2 separate regions of the Sus scrofa genome follow, and region 1 is linked to region 2. Evidence: chromatin contacts called from public HiChIP or PLAC-seq data. All regions are on one chromosome and are shown on one strand. The core of a region is the stretch at or near the end of the contact, and the rest is flanking DNA. Distances in the headings are between cores, read along the strand shown. Region 1 overlaps RABGAP1L (rab GTPase-activating protein 1-like). Region 2 holds the start of RABGAP1L (rab GTPase-activating protein 1-like).

Evidence for each region. HiChIP or PLAC-seq counts read pairs in DNA pulled down with a chosen protein or histone mark.
Region 1: an H3K27ac HiChIP or PLAC-seq map of alveolar macrophages shows a contact between it and region 2. The contact joins the enhancer-like site here to the promoter of RABGAP1L in region 2. A contact is called at or near these places in 1 of 5 promoter capture datasets (liver), 5 of 47 Hi-C or Micro-C datasets (alveolar macrophages, embryonic fibroblasts, fibroblasts and 2 more) and 1 of 2 datasets of contacts at active chromatin or transcription factors (alveolar macrophages).

Annotation. Positions count from the first base shown.
Region 1 is chr9:116,453,863-116,459,369 of Sscrofa11.1, forward strand. All of the region lies in intron 1 of RABGAP1L (rab GTPase-activating protein 1-like), which reads left to right. Among named protein-coding and RNA genes, the nearest start is that of RABGAP1L, 54 kb to the left of the region's middle. Within about 2 kb of position 1,654, at least 1 of the 83 cell types and tissues checked has an H3K27ac peak or open chromatin away from gene starts, as enhancers often do. A contact at or near this core is called in alveolar macrophages, where this site is marked.
Region 2 is chr9:116,400,084-116,405,626 of Sscrofa11.1, forward strand. It overlaps RABGAP1L (rab GTPase-activating protein 1-like), which reads left to right and starts at 2,335. Exons shown (of 26, transcript XM_021102607.1): 1 at 2,335-2,527.

The sequences.
Region 1 (5,507 bases), core at 404-2,903, 53 kb after region 2:
TTTTTTTTTTTTTTTTTTTTTTTTTTGTCTTTTTGCCATTTCTTGGGCCATTCTCGCGGCAGGCATATGGAGGTTCCCAGGCTAGGGGTCTAATCAGAGCTGTAGCTACTGGCCTACGCCAGAGCCACAGCAACATGGGATCTGAGGCGCATCTGTGACATACACTATAGCTCAGGCAACGTTGGATCCTTAACCCACTGAGCAAGGCCAGGGATCGAACCTACAACTTCATGGTTCCTAGTCGGATTTTCTAACCACTGCGCCATGACTCCCCTTTTGGCTTTTATTATGAGTGAAATGGGGGAGCCATTGGAGGGTTCTGATCAGAGGGCCGGTAATAACTACATTAAAAAGACCATTCTTTGTGTTTTTGAAAATAGACTACAGGGAACAAGTAAAGACGCAGAGAGATTATTTAGGCAGCTTGTAGAATAATCTTGATGAGAGATGATGGTGGCTAGAACTGGGTAGTGGCAGTGGTAGTGATAAAAAGCGGATAATTTCTGGATGTGATTTGAAGGTAGAGCCAAAGGAATTTTCTTACATTATAGCTGTAAAGTCAGGGTGTGGGTGGGGGTAAAGAGAGAGGGAGGGAGAGACAGAGGTTGATTGATTGAGGAAGGTGAGAAAGAAAGTAGTAGCCTGAGCAGTACTTTTTACTGGAGTAACTAGAAGGATGGAGTTGCCCTCAATCAGGATGAGAAAGTCTGGGAGTTCCCGTCATGGCTCAGTGGTTAACAAACCCTACTGGTATCCATGAGGATGCGTGTTCGATCCCTGGCTTCACTCAGTGGGTTAAGGATCCTGCATTGCTGTGAGCTGCGGTGTAGGTCACAGATGTGGCTCTGATCCCACATTGCTGTGGCTGTGGCTGTGGCTGTGGCTGTGGCTGTGGCTGGCGGCTACAGCTCTGATTCAGGTTACCCTAGGCTGGTAACCGCCATATGCCACAGGTGTGGCCCTAAAAAGACAAAAGACCAAAAAAAAAGAAAGAAAGAAAAAAGTCTGCAGGAGGGTGGTGTGGGTTGGCTATTAGGCTGATGGGGGGAAAGATTTAAAGTATTGATTTTTGAATATGTTGAGTTTGAAATCTGTCTAGGCCATCCAGTTGGAGCCTACCTTATAACTGCCTGTTAAGTAATGTGTTCATCTTCAGCAGCAACAGTTTTTTAAAAAACTAATTGGAGTCTGTGTGAATGCTCTTGGAGACCCCAAGGCTCTAATATTCCAATCTCTGCTCTCAGTATGGCAACAAGTCTGTTGTGGCTTGTAACTTAGGATTCAAAGGCATGACAAATCGAAGATGGGCATCAACATGCAGATTTAGAAACATGAGAAGCTGTCACATACTGGATTTCTGATGCTTTGTATTTTATTACGCTTTTCCTGTTTAAAACATCAGAAAGCATTTAAAAACATTCTTTAGGTGGGGTATTCAATAGAAATGGTTATGAGGCCATTGAATAATTTTTTCTTCTAACTATGTAAAATACTCTTGGGTTTTATTTGTCTTGTGAGAGTGAAACCTTGCAAAGTATAAAGCAGTTCTAGAATGGTTTTTACTTTGGACTATTTTCCCATTGCACAGTGACTCAGTTTGTAGTTTATATAGTTTTCATCTCAGCAAGATCCTTTTCCCCTTTGCTTTGTCATATGACCTTATATGATTTCATAGAAACTATGTAGTTATGAAATTTTAGGTACATGTCATGAAATTTCCTATATACTAGCTTCTTCAAATTATTCTTGGTGGTTTTTTGTATTTCTTTGTTTTTGTGTAGTAGAATTTGGAAGCTTCCTTTTTTTAAAATTAAAAAAAAATTGGGGAGTTCCCGTCGTGGCGCAGTGGTTAACGAATCCGACTAGGAACCATGAGGTTGCGGGTTCGGTCCCTGCCCTTGCTCAGTGGGTTAACGATCCGGCATTGCCGTGAGCTGTGGTGTAGGTTGCAGACACGGCTCGGATCCTGCGTTGCTATGGCTCTGGCGTAGGCTGGTGGCTATGGCTCCGATTTGACCCCTAGCCTGGGAACCTCCATATGCCGCAGGAGCGGCCCAAGAAATAGCAAAAAGACAAAAAAAAAAAAAAAAAAAAAATTTTTTTTTTGTCTTTTTAGGGCCTCACCTGTGGCATATGGAAGTTCCCAGGCCAGGGGTTGGATCAGAGCTGTAGCTGTTGGCCTATGCCACAGCCACAGCAACATGGGATCTGGCCACATCTATGACCTACACCACAGCTCACAGCAATGCAGGATCCTTAACCCAATGAGCTAGGCCAGGGATTGACCTGTGTCTTCAGGGATACTAGACAGGTTCATTACTGCTGAGCCACAACAGGAACTCCAGAAGGTACCATTTTTTAAGCATTGCAAAACTTTTTTTCACATTTCTTAACTTTTCTCATAAGCATCCTACTGAATCATTTTACCGAAAAAATTAGAAAGTAGTACGAAATGTATAGAAATGTATGTAATCCCTTTGTTAGAAATTCTACCAAACCAAGGAAAATGCATTTTTTTGAAACCTAGTTTATTTGAGGGATGTCGATGAATTCTAACTCTTTGATATGGATCATTAGTTCTGAAGAACTAGGCAGATACAAATGCATACACACAGACAAACATACATGCACATCATATGCCAAGAAGCTTTTGGGTACTGTATATTTAAATTTCTTCTCATGAGTAAGAAGGTGTTAAGCCAGGCATATCTCAGAAATACTCAGTGTTCTAGTACACCCAGAAGATTCTGTGCTTCAGAGACAGAAATCAGATCTTTGATTGTAGGCTTTAATAGGAAAAAAAAACATTCTTTAAAAATCATTTTACTTCAGTTCCTTAGTTGTGTTGGTGTTGTATCTTCTTGGACAATGATTGAGGCTTCCTAACTGCTGATTCTTGTGCAGCTCAAATAGTTGAAGAGGGCAGCAGGGAAATCCCTTTTCTTTCCTTTGGCATCAGGAACCATGTCTGGTTGCCAAGTTGAAGTTTTGGTTACTTCTTTGGGTCTCTCTATACTAGACGCAACAAATTGGTAATGACCATTTCTTCTGTTAACGTAGTTCCACTTATGTAGGAAATACACAGTAAACGTTAATTCACTCCTTTTCTTTCTTAATTCTGCTTGGTGTTGTATTTTGGTTTACTTTCATTGAGTGTATTATGTGAGGGCAGAAGATATAATTGGCTGAAAATGTTTGTAATAGTGTAATGCTGCCAGCCCTTAGAAAAGTAATATGCTAGTAAATAAGATTTCTTAACTGAGGATTTATAAATTCTACTTCTGCTCTGTACTTTATTAGAGGAATTATTTAATTTCTCTGTGCCTCAGACTTTTCATCTGTATTCTGTTTCTTCTTCATCTACAGGTATATTCAGAAAATAAATGATGTGTAAATTTTTTTAGAGCCTTGCCATCTTGGAGAACAACTAGTGAAACCCCTTATTTTTCAGCTAAAGAAACCAGTATGTTCATGGAAGTGAGATGACTTTCCCATGGACACACTGGGCTAGAAAGAACTTATGATTTTTTTTAAAATGATTTTTATTTTTTTCCATTATAGCTGGTTTACAGTGTTGTGTCAATTTTCTACTATACAGCAAAAGTGACCCAGTCACACATACATATATACATTCTTTTTTCTTACATTATCATGCCCTATCATAAGTGGCTAGATACAGTTTCTAGTGCTGTACAGCAGGTTCTCATTGCTTATCCATTCCAAAGGCAATAATTTGCATCTATTAACCCCAACTTCCCAATCCATCCCACTCCCTCCCCCTTCCTCTTAGAAACCACAAGTCTGTTCTCCATGTCCATGATTTTCTTTTCTGTGGAAAGCTTCATTTGTGCTGTATATTAGATTCCAGATATAAGTGATATCATATGGTATATTTCTTTCTCTTTCTGATTTATTTCACTTAGTATGATAGTCTCTCGTTCTATCAATGTTGCTGTACATGGCATTATTTTATTTTTTTATGTCTGAGTAGTATTGTGTATACATATATCACATCTTCCTAATTCAATCATCTGTCATGGACATTTAGTTTGTTTCCATATCTTGGCTATTGTGAATAGTGCTGCAGTGAACATGCAGGTGCATGAGTCTTTTTCAAGGAAAGTTTTGTCCAGATATATGCCCAAGAGTGGGATTGCTGGGTCATATGGTAGTTTTTTTTTATTACTCAAATGAATTTATCACATCTGTAGTTGTATAATGATCATAAGAAGCTGATTTCACAGGATTTCCATCCCATAGCCCAGGCACATCCCCCCACCCCCCAAACTGTCTCCTCTGGAGACCATAAGTTTTTCAATGTCTGTGAGTCAGCATCTGTTCTGCAAAGAAGTTCCGTCTGTCCTTTTTTTCAGATTCCACATGTCAGTGAAAGCATTTGATGTTGGTGTCTCAGTGTATGGCTGACTTCACTTAGCATGATAGTTTCTAGGTCCATCCATGTTGCAAAAAATGGTGGTGTTTCGTTCTTTTTAATGGCTGAGTAATGTTCCATTGTGTATATGTACCACATCTTCTGGATCCACTCCTCTATTGATGGACATTTAGGTTGTTTCCATGTCTTGGCTATTGTAAATAGTGCTGCAATGAACATTGGAGTACATGTGTCTTTTTGAGTCATGGTTTTCTCTGGATAGATGCCCAGGAGTGGGATTGCTGGATCAAATGGTAGTTCTATGTTTAGTTTTCTGAGGCATCTCCATACTGCTTTCCACAGTGGTTGCACCAATTTACAATCCCACCAACAGTGTACTAGTGTTCCTTTTTCTCTACACCCTCTCCAGCACTTATTGTTTGTAGGCTCTTTGATGACGGCCATTCTGGCTGGTGTAAGGTGGTACCTCATCATGGTTTTGATTTGCGTCTCTCTAATAATGAGTGATGTTGAACATCTTTTCATGTGTTTCTTGGCCATCTGTATGTCTTCTTTGTAGAACTGTCTGTTTATATCTTCTGCCCATTTTTTGGATGGGGTTGTTTGTTTTTTTGGTATGGAGCATATGGTAGTTCTATGTATAGTTTTCTTAGGAACCTCCATGCTGTTTTCCACAGTGGTTGTACCAATTTACATTCCTACCAACAGTGCAGCAGGGTTCCCTTTTCTCCACACCCTCTCCAGCATTTATTATTTGTGGACTTATTAATGATGGCCATTCTGACTGCTGTGAGGTGGTATCTCATGGTAGTTTTGATTTGCATTTCTCTAATACTCAGGGATGTTGAGCATTTTTTCGTGTGTTTCTTGGACATCTGTTTATCTTCTTTGGAGAAATGTCTGTGGGGTCTTTTGCCCATTTTTCAATTCAGCTGTTGGCTTTTTTGGTACTGAGCTGTATAAGTTGTTTGTATATCTTAGAGATAAGGCCTTGTCAGCTGCATCATTTGAAGCTATTTTCTCCCATTCTATAAGTTATCCTTTTGTTTTCTTGTGGGGTTCCTTTGCTGTGCAAAAGCTTGTCAGTTTGATTAGGTCCCATTGGTTTCTTTTT
Region 2 (5,543 bases), core at 1,085-3,584:
TGCTAGAACATTTTATAACACTTCCCCTCAAAGTGAGAGCTGCAGCCCTTTCATGGATCAGCACTGCTAGCATATACTTAATGCTAAGAAAGTCACAGAGGCGAGAGACGTGAGCAGCGCACATTATATGAAGAATGCTTTGTTCGTAGTTCTTTGGCCTGTACTTAGAACTGTTTTCCTGGTTGTGAGGATGAGCTTGTACCAAATCACCTTCACTGTCTCTTATTTAGGTTCTCTTATGACATCTCTTATCCAAGTTCTATTATGAGGACGAGGTCAGGTTTACAGAATGACCCCTGGAGATTAGAGGTGTAACATGTGGCCCTGGAACAGAGTTCTTTTTTTTTTTTTTTTGTAGCAAGCTGTCACATCAATGATCCTATAGTAGTGACTTAGCTATTATGCTCCGCTTTAATAGAATTAACTGGCAACAGCCAATGGTGGATATTATTATTGCTGCCAAAGGCATATGGAACTGAATTTTGGGAACACTAAACTTATTTTGGACTTATGATTTAAACATATATTTCCTTTTCTGGGAGCTAAGGTTCTTATTGAGTGTAGATAATTATAAGAGTATTGCCCTTTTCCTTTTTTTTTTTTTCTCTTTTTAGAGACACTCCCTCAGCATGTGGAGGTTCCCAGGCCAGGGGTCCAATTGGAGCTGTAGCTGCCGGCCTATGCCACAGCCACAGCCATGTCTGTGACCTACACCATAGATCTCAGCAACGCCGGATCCCTAACCCACTGATGGAGGCCAGGGATTGAACCTGCGTCCTCATGGATACTAGTCAGATTGGTTTCCACCGAGCCACGACGGGAACTCCCAAGAGTGTTGCCCTTTTTGCCAGAAAGCTTTTTTCAGTTAGCAGGTATCAGAAGGCAGAAACTATGTCTTTTTCATCTGTTGTCTTTCTTATGGTGCCCAGAGTTAAGTTTAATAGTAATTTATTTAGCAGAGACTTAGAATCTACTTGTTGGCTTATTTATTAATAAACACAGATGAATTGAGTTATTCTAACCTTAACTTTATTAAATATCAAAAGTTTAGCATTTATTGAGGTCCAGAGCTAGGTAGACTCTCAGGAGGTTAAAGGACTTTCTGGCAAGGTGGGGGAAACACAAAATAGATGTGATATTCTTGATATGTCCTGGCATCTACAGACATTTAAATTAGGAAAAAGGTAGGTGTGTGTGTGCATGTGTAGAATTTGAGAAGGCTCTTTGGACAAATGACACATTTCTCAGGGTGGCTTTTGGACTTAGGTAGGGAAATGAGTACAGGAGAAATGAAGTGGGACAAAGGGAGAATTTTAAACCAAAGAAGCCATTCTAGAACGGAAACCATTGGACCTGCACTTAACTCTGGCTTCAGTGTATGATAACATTTATGGAGTAGTTTCTATGGGTCAGACACTATACTAGGCATGATGGAAGATTAAAAATGAATGAAGCAGGTTCTCAAAGATTCTCTAGTGGGAGAAAATTTTGCACAGATTTCCCTAGAGAAAGCTGAATATATTAGGTGACACAAATGTATAGTAACAAAGTGCTGAGGAAATTTGGAAAATTTCCTGGTCATTTCTGGCTGCAGGATCTAGGAAGGAGGATGTTCAGAGTTGAAGGATCAGTAAATACTAGTAGATGAAAACGAGTTGGCTTATTTTTATCTTTAATAGTTTGTACCCCCAATTTATTACCCTAAAGGATAAAAAGGTGCAAATGAGGGTACATTTTCTTCATAAATACATGTTTCCAGTTCCTTACTCGCAGGATATTTTCTTATTCAGTCTCCCCGGAGTCCCACAAAACGAACCAGCAAGGTGGTGCTTCCTAAGTACACAAGACACTGAAAGAGGCGAAGACAAGAAACTGGTGAGAAAAGGTAGCATTCTTTAAATTGACTTCTCTGAGGATTACGGGACATTAAGACTGAAAATATTTGTAAACCAGGCTTTATGAGCAAGAACACAACTGCCTTAAACTCAGAATTATCTAAGAGCTCAGTAACTTCTGGGCAGAAACTCGGCCCAGGTCGCTCGGGGCTCGAGCCAGCACGGGCTGGTTCACGGGCGCAGTTATCTCTCCGGAAGGCTCTGAAGCGCGGCGAGCGCCTCTTGCCGCTTTCCAGGTCCCTACCCCTAACAACCCAGGTCTGCCAGCTCTTCTCTCCCCTGCACCAGCGAAATCTCGGCCAGGCGGAGACATGTGTGCGCATGCGCGCCCACCGCCCTGAGCAGAGGAGGTGCTTCTGCCCTCAGGAGCGCGCACGCCGCGCCGAGGGGCCCGGACGCGCGCGCTCCCGACCCTCCTCCTCCTTCTCGGCCCGCCCCTCCCTCGCCTCTTCCTGCCGGGCGGTCCTCCTCCCCTCCCCACTCCGCTCCCTCCGCCTTACTCCCTCCGCCCTCCTAGGGCTCCGGCGGCTGTGGAGTGAACGGGACGGGCCCGGCCGCAGAGCGCGGGGCGGCGGGTGGGACTCGAGCGCCTGGTAGAGTTGTTCCGGCCCTGTCCGCGGAGACGTGAGGAGGTGAGGCGAGGGCGGCCTCCTAGGGGCCGGTGGGCGGACGGGCGGCCCGGAGCCGCCGGCCCGGCTGGGGGTGTTGTCCCTGGGGCTGAGCCGGAGGAGGATTGTGGTGGGGGCCGGGCCCGGGACGGGATGCGAGAGGACTCGGGAGGAGGGTTTAGGATTGTCGGTCGCTTCCCCGACATCGCCGTTCTCCCGGTGGCCGCCCCCCGCGGCCCGAGCAGGCAGGCGGCAGGCTGGGTCGGCGCCCCTCACCTGGGGCGGGTGGTGACGGGTGCTCGCTTTCAGCTGTGCCCTCCTGACATTGTCGCCGCCTCCGCCGCTGCCGCCCGCTGCTGCACTGTGGCTGCTGCCGGGTTCGAAGTCCCAGCAGCCCCACGTCCGGGGGCGAGTGGTTAGGATTTTCTTACCCACATTCAGACATGTGTTCTTGACCTGGTCTCGCCCTCGCGCTCCGCCTGTCTCCGCCCGGCGGCACTTTGCTCCGCTCTTGCTGTTGATGCTTGTGGTTTTGCAGTCTGGGATGGGCTGCGTCCTGGGCAGATCTCTACCTGCAAGAAATGCCCCGCTTCAAAGTTGACCGCCTGGCCATGTCAAACAACCCCTGTCCAGGTTGTATGTGCTCAGTGTCCTGATAACTGAGTCAAAGTTTCTGAGACTGGGCTAGTACTTTGCACTGGTCGCCAACGGTGCAGGGCTGGGCAGTGCGTCAGCATGTGGAAAGGGGCCACCGGCTAGCAGGAGGTGGCCGGGTGTTAGGGGACTGGTCTGACAGGGTCTGTTTCTGGGTCCAGGTGCTTGTGTATTCTCCTTGTACACTCAGATAGGATTATCTTAGAAATGTACCAAAATTAGATGGTCACTTGCAGACTTGAGGGTTTCATGTAAGTAATGAGAAATGCCATCCTCATTATTGCTAATGGTAAGGAGAACTTTTGCTTGCCTGACAGATTTCAGTGCTGTCTGGAAACTGATTTCAGGGTCTGAATGTTTGGTACTGGAAACTTAAGGGATTTTTAAAAATACATTTACATTTTCTTGTACATGGAGGGAAGTAGGTAGTTGCCTGTTAGAATTCTGAAAACATAATTATCACGAAAGCCTTCTGACTTTTCTCATGAGTGTTTATGTGTGGCTTCTGTTGCACTTTTGTAGTATATCCAATAGTCTGATGTCAGAAGATACAAACATGAAGTTTGCTTGTGGGCAAATTGGAAGTGGATTTTGTCCATGGAAAATATTGGTGCACAAGTTGCCAGTACTGGAAAACTGGCCTGTGATTCATTATCTCAACAGAGTCTTATGTGAAACTGACAATGAAATTACAAAGGAGAAAGACCAGATAAATTTAATGTATACATTATCATCATATTATATTAAACACTCAGTGGTTGGGGGGGTGAGTTGAGACTCTTGAGTTAGAGTCGTGTCTCTATTGGAGTTCCCTTTGTGGCTCAGTGGTTAACGAATCCGACTGGGAACTATGAGGTTGTGGGTTTGATCCCTGGCCTTGCTCAGTGGGTTAACGATCCGGCATTGTCATGAGCTGTGGTGTAGGTTGCAGACGTGGCTCGGATCCCACGCTGCTGTGGCTCTGGCGTAGGTCCGGTTAGACCCCTAGCCTGGGAACCTCCATATGCCGAGGGAGCGGCCCAAGAAATGACAAAAAGACAGAAAAGAAAAAAAAAAGTGTGGTGTCTCTATTAAGCCAGGCAATAATGTGCCCTGATATTACCCACACCAAGTCATGTGGGGAGGAATGGATGTAGTTGGGCAGTGTTTATATGTGAATGTATTATATAGCCAATATTGTATTCTGGAAAGCTAGAAACAAGGTCCCCAATGTTATTGGGACATGAAGTAAGTGAAGGAATCAACCTTAAAAGGTGTGACTAAGTTTATAACTTTTTTTTTTGGCCTGAGTTATTTGATGGGAATGTTATACATTATAATTACGATGTTCTGATAATTTTTGCTAATTGTTTTGTAATTCAGATCATTTTCTTTTCACTCTATGAGTTGTAATGTTTTTTATTTGAATAACAGAATTTCATTGGGTATGTGAAACAGGGGTTTTCATGTTTATTAGCTCACCAATTCTAAATTTGTGGCTTCTAAAAACTTATAATTAAAATTTTTTTTGCCTTAACCCAAATTTGAACTTGTTTAATTACTGTATATTCATTTGAACTCAGTTGATTCAGCATTAAAACTGATAGTCCTTTTATCCATTCTTTTGGAGTAGTCAAAAGAAGGAATTCTGTTGCGCCAAGTAAAAATAGTATTAGTTGAGGATAGCCAGGCTTCTAGAGGTTAGCTTTGAAGAGAGGAGAAGCTAAGTAGCAAAACTTTTTTTTGTCTTTTAGTACCACAGCCACGGCACATAGAGTTTCCCAGGCTAGAGGTGTAATGGGAACTGTAGCCACCGGCCTACGCCAGAGCCACTGGATCTGAGCTGAGTCTGCAACCTACACCACAGCTCACGGCAACGCCAGATTCTTAACCCGATAAGCGAGGGCCGGTATCGAACCTGCATTCTCATGGATGCTAGTCGGGTTTGCTAACCGCTGAGCCACGACGGGAACTCCACAAAATTTTCTTGTATTGAGGGAAAAGAACTGGCTCTACAGTCTAGCTTGCCATTGTCTTGAAGCGGTGTAGAGATGATTATGGCTGGATAGAGGGTGTTTGGAGAACGACACAGACACTATAGGCTTTAGGATTCCCAGGCACAAGAGCTTTTTTGCTGTGTCTCACAAGTTTTAATGAGTTACTACATGTATATAACTCTTGCTTTATGTAAATAGATCAGACAGTGGATCTGAGTATGACCAGCGGCCCAAGGCTTGTCCAGCCTCTGGTACGGCATGGACAGCTCCAAATTTTCTTATGGCGGTAGTCTTTTGGTGAGCTTTTGCTACCAGCGATCATGGAGGCAAACAAAGTATAGACTTGAGCCTGACTTATGGTAAAACATAAGGAGAGGTTTTTAAGGAGAGGTTTAGTATTGTGACCATGG